Regions from separate parts of the Mus musculus genome. Here region 1 is linked to region 2. The links are chromatin contacts, called in public HiChIP or PLAC-seq maps. All regions are on one chromosome and are shown on one strand. The core of a region is the stretch at or near the end of the contact, and the rest is flanking DNA. Distances in the headings are between cores, read along the strand shown.

Region 1 (2,700 bases), core at 83-2,582, 170 kb before region 2:
GTGTGTGTGTGTGTGTGTGTGTGTGTGTGTGTGTGTGTGTGTATGCCTGTGTGTGCATACATATGTTTGCCACCTGTTTAAGTGCCTGCAGAAGCCTAATAGGACATCAGATCCCCTAAAGCTGGAATTACAGTTATGAGCCACCCCATGGTTTATTCGAACATGGTTAGGATAATCTTGGCAGTCCTGGGTTGGAGGGTGAGCTCCCTGAACCCAATGTCTAAGGCTCAGCCTCTCACCACCCAGATCCTGGGAAAGTCCGTCCTGTGAGAGGGAGGTGCCTCTGGGAGACCATGTCACCCCAAAGCAGCTACCTTCTTGTCTGACCTCCTCTGGTCCCATACATACGCATACATCTTGGTAGACAGGTCACTGCCTTTCCTGGTCCTCAATCCCAGAGCAATATCAGCTCCTATGACACTAGGAAGGGTCTGAGTGCTCAGGGATCACCCATCAACTGTTTGAGGACTCAGAGATGCTTGTTGTCTTCAGTGATGACTGCCCATGCCCTCACTGGTAGGCTAGCGCCTCTCACACCCAGCTCCCAGCAGAGCAGGACAGCAGGCTTGTCTCTGTGGGAGTTTACCCATAGGAGAGATTACTGGCTCTCTTCTTCTTCCTAGTTTCTCTTGTCTGGAACGGCTGGCTCTGAACAACAAGAAAAATCCCAGTGGCTCTGCTTGTGTGACTGTGTGAGCCCTTCCCGACACAGTGTGTCTGTCTCCAGCTGTGGCCGCAAGTGCTGGTTTGTGTTAGTTTGTTTTTTTCTGCTGCTGTCATAGAATACTCGACACTAGCTAATTTATCAAGAGGAAAGGTTTATTTCTGCTCACAGTCCTGGAGGCTAATGGGTCCAAGACTGTACTGCAGCATCTACTGGGGACTCTAGGAACATCATAGGGCAGAAGGGAATCGAGCACTCTGGGGCAAGGGGCTTGGGGGGCATCTCAGGAGAACTAACTCAGTCAGAGGTGAGGGGGATGACAAATGAACACCATCAACTGGTTCCTGAGGGTGCCATCTCATGACCTAAACCCCTTCCCTTGGCTCCAAATTACCACATGGGAGATCTAAAGTTTCCATAACTTAGCTTTGGGGTGGGATACAGGCCACAGCAATGGTGTTGACAGGCATAGGTCTATTGTTGTCAGAGGTGGGATTTTTTTTTTTTTTAGACAAAGTCTCATGTAGCCCAGGCCACCCTAGAACTCTTTATATAGCTAAGGATGACCTTGAACTCTTGAACTTGCAGTTTCCACTTCCTGAGTTGCTAGAATACAGGTGAGCACCATCTCACTCAGTCTTTGCAGTGCTGGGTGGAACCCCAGGCTTTGTGCGTGCTGGGAAAGCCACTGAGTCACACCCCTAGCACAATAAAGTCTACTATGGAGTCCAGGGATGTGGGAAGCCGCCCTCACATTCGCCGTTGCAAGATGGCGCTGACATCCTGTGTTCTAAGTGGTAAACAAATAATCTGCGCATGTGCCAAGGGTAGTTCTTCACTCCATGTGCTCTGCCTTCCCCGTGACGACAACTCGGCCGACGGGCTGCAGCCAATCAGGGAGTGACACTTCCTAGGCGGAGGATAATTCTCCTTTAAAAGGGACGGGGTTTCGCCATTCTCTCTCTTGCACTCTTGCTCCTGAAGATGTAAGCAATAAAGTTTTGCCGCAGAAGATTCTGGTTTGCTGCGTCTTTCCTGGCCGGTCGCGAACGCGTGTAAGACAGGGAGACAAAGCGACCTGACCAAGGAATTACGAGCAGGGATCAGTAGAGATGGAGCTGGAATTTAGGTCATTCTGACCCCAGCTCCAAGCTGTCAACCAAGCTGGAGGCTGCAGATGCTCTGTGCTCATTCCCTGGGCCTCATTGCTCCTGGAGGGGAGGGAGGTTCGTGACTGAAGAAGGACATTTGCCAAACAGCTGGGCAGATGTAGCGTGCAGCCCCTAAAAGCTGGGCATGCTGGCCGTGGGAACGATTAAGCCTGTGACCTTGACTCCCCTCAGCCACCCTCCTGCGTGTGAGTCCCAGAAGCCTGGCCCAGGCTCACCCCTCTACAGGGGGAGCATCTTCTCTGCATGGAAGTGAAGTCTCTGGGGTATGTGTAGGGCATGCAGTGTTAAACAGTCCAGGTGCTTCGCTGGCCCCTTGTCTGGCCCTGTTGGTCCCAGTGGGAATAGTCAGGCCTGGAGCTGGGCCTCAGACTTCATCTGTAACAATCTCTCATCCTCTGGGTAAGGACTCTTCCCAGATCTTTCCTTCCCCATGATCAAGTAGCACTTGAGTCCCATAGCCTCCCTCCCTCTCTCTCTCTCTCTGTCTGGAGAGAGAGAAAAATAAAAGCCAGGTGATCCACACTAGAGCTTAGGAGGTGGAGGCAAGTAGATCTCTGTGAGTTCGAGGCCAACCTGGTCTACATAGCAAATTCCAGGGCAACCATTTCTACATAGTAAGATTCTGCCACAAAAATTAATTAATTAAAATAATAATAAAGACTTGAATAACACAATAAAAATTAAAATCTTCTCAAAATTGACTGTGATTTTGCTCAGAATTTTGTTTTCTTTCCAGTTCAGTTGTAATTGTCATTTGAAGGAATTTGATGCTCCCCAAGACCTGCTCCTGCTTCTCCTGACATGCTGCCCTCAGCAGGCTCTAGATTTCCCGACAAGTTCCTCCAGTTCTTTTAAGACCGGTTC
Region 2 (2,740 bases), core at 2-2,501:
TAATACCCACCCAGGAGGCAGAGGCAGGAGGGTGAGTTCAAGGCCAGGCTGGTTTACACTGAGTTCCTGACCAGCCAGGGGTATATAGTGAGAACCTGTTTAAAAGAAAGACTAGCGGGAGTGGTGGCACATGCCTTTAATCCCAGAGGCAGGCTGATTTCTGAGTTCGAGGCCAGCCTGGTCTACAAAGTGAGTTCCAGGACAGCCAGAGCTATGCAGAGAAACCCTGTCTCAAAAAACCAAAAAAAAAACCAAAAAAAAAAAAAAAAAAAAGACAAACAACGGCCCCTCAAAAAAACATAGGGGGCTGGAGGCTAGGACCTAGTTCAGTTAAAAACACTTGCTGCTCTTCCGTCAACCATCTCCCATCAACCACATTAGGAGGCTCATAACCATCTGTAACTCCAGGGGATCTTTTGCCTCTGGCTTCTGTGAGCACCTGCATTCATGTGCACACACCCACATGCAGATACATACACCTACATAGAATTAAGAATAATTTAAAATTTAATATTTATGAGGCTGGAGAGATAGATCAGCGGTTAAGAGCATTGACTGCGCTTCCAGAGGTCCTGAGTTCAATTCCCCGCAACCACATGGTGGCTCACAACCATCTGTAATGGGATCTGATGCCTTCTTATGGTATGTCTGAAGACAGCTACAGTGTATATAAAATACATAAAATAAATAAATCTTTAAAAAAATACTCCCCACCCCCAAAATTTTGTAATGTATAAAAGAAACCAATTCTGGCAGGGGAGGGGAGTGTTGAAGTAAGTACAAGCGCCCTGCTGCCCTCAGCTCCTCCCAGACTTTTGTCACTTGACCCTAAGTGATAACCAGTATGCTGGGCCTTAGGGCAGAAGCTAATGCAGAGGCCCTCCCAGGAACAAGTCAAGTGGAGACAGACAACTGAGCAGGGGGAATCCCGGGCGTGCTCAAGCCTCAGCCCACAGAGAAACATGCCCAACCCCTGCCTGCTCCATGTCTCAACTGATGCAGGACAACACATTTCAGGACCAGGACAAGATATCAGCAAAGCCTTCTAACACAGCTTCGTCCTGACATGTGACATTACTGAGACTACATGAACTGCCTGTGACAAGGTGGCTCTTTACTCATAATGCTGGAGCTACCCAAACAATAGCAGCTGTTGATGGGACCCTCGCCTATAGCTACAAGTTTCCAGGCCTCAGGGGCTGTCAATGGGACCTTCTGAGGGACTAGGATAAGCCCCACCCACAAGGCCAAGAGACAATGCCCTGGAAAGCTGCCACCAGGAGGGTCTTATTCCCTGGCTGACTCTGGCTCCCCATCCCAGCTAGGTCTGAGGGTTGGAGCACTGGCCTTCAGCAACGGTCTAATACAAACTCTCTCCAGACTCCTGCAATATCTCAGAATGGCACTCGCTTCCTCCCCTCCCCGCTCCAGCCAGTGTTTTCAACTCCCTCTTCCCTTTTTTGGTCCTCTGGGAATTTCCTTTACTGCAGAGTTCAGCTAGGCATTTGGAGCAGTGTGCTGCCTCTCACTTCCCAGTGACAGGAGACTGAGGCAAACCCACACTCCCACAGAGAAGCAATCTGCAGAGCAAAGCAAGCCCACTCACAATACACACACACACACACACACACACACACACACACACACACGACAGGATTTGGAGGGGACGGTGACTGCTCCTCAGAGAAAGGGACTTTCCAGTCACTTGAGGGAAAGGCAAGGCTTGAGAAAACTGTAAAAGCACTAATAATTGTTTCCTGCTGGCTACAGTGTGTTTACATTGGGGAAATAACCTGAGTTGTACATTTATGTTCAGCACATACGGATTTTACTTTTTTCTTGTATTTTGTTTATTTACTTGTGTGTGTATGCACATGTCACAGTACAAAGAAAAAGTCAGAAGACAACTTGTAGGAGTCCAGTCCCCCCTTCCAGCATGGGGGGCCCAGGTCATCAGGCTTTCACTGCTGAGCCATCTCACTGGTCCCAAACTTCCATTTTCAGAGTATAAGTCTTCTACTCTGTCCAACATGTAGGAAGTTTACAGCAGACACACATGAGAGGCAGAGGCAGGTGGGTCTTTGTGAGTTCAAGCCTAGAACAGCTAGGGTTACACAGTGAGACCTCATCTTTAAACAAAGCCTCACTGAGGCTCTATGAGGAGCACCATGCACCTGACACAGCAGCACACCTGTAGCGCACACCTGTAGTGCACACCTGTAGCACACCTGTAGTACACACCTGTAGCACACCCCAGCACTTGGCAGACAGTGGCAGGAGGATCAGGAGCTCAAGAGGATGAGAAGTTGGGTGGCAGCTCAGTATTCCTGCCCTCTCCCTGCTACTCTCCTGGAAATGGCAGCCAAGCTCCCTGACAATGGGACAGTACATCCTCATGTGGGGACAGAGAGGGTCTGCCAGAGCATCCCAAGGCTGACCCTGCCAGACACCAGCAACAGAGAGGATGCACTGGCCACCTCCTGCACAGGACCCAGCAGGGCTCTAAGGAGTGCTCTGCAACAGGGAGCTGCCTCCCTACAACTCTACAAGGCGGGTGCTGCTCTGCTCAGGCTACTGTGGAAGAAACAGGCCCAGACAGGTAAGTGCTGGCTTGGACCAGAGAAGCAGACCCAACCCAGGCAGGAACTCTACACCTGGGCACTTACTCACTGCATGCCTTTCATAAGCAAATAAACAGTGCATCTTTTATCTTGCTTTGAACTTGTCTGCATTACACAGG

The links. HiChIP or PLAC-seq counts read pairs in DNA pulled down with a chosen protein or histone mark.
Region 1: a contact with region 2 is called in an H3K27ac HiChIP or PLAC-seq map of embryonic stem cells, with 19 read pairs. The contact joins two enhancer-like sites. A contact is called at or near these places in 1 of 115 datasets of contacts at active chromatin or transcription factors (embryonic stem cells) and 3 of 9 other capture datasets (adipose tissue, liver and pancreatic islet).

The regions. Positions count from the first base shown.
Region 1 is chr2:31,329,088-31,331,787 of GRCm38.p6, reverse strand. All of the region lies in intron 1 of Hmcn2 (hemicentin 2), which reads right to left. Among named protein-coding and RNA genes, the nearest start is that of Hmcn2, 16 kb to the right of the region's middle. Within about 2 kb of position 1,332, at least 4 of the 459 cell types and tissues checked have an H3K27ac peak or open chromatin away from gene starts, as enhancers often do. A contact at or near this core is called in embryonic stem cells, where this site is marked.
Region 2 is chr2:31,163,907-31,166,646 of GRCm38.p6, reverse strand. All of the region lies in intron 1 of Gpr107 (G protein-coupled receptor 107), which reads right to left. Among named protein-coding and RNA genes, the nearest start is that of Gpr107, 13 kb to the right of the region's middle. Within about 2 kb of position 1,251, at least 107 of the 459 cell types and tissues checked have an H3K27ac peak or open chromatin away from gene starts, as enhancers often do. A contact at or near this core is called in embryonic stem cells, where this site is marked.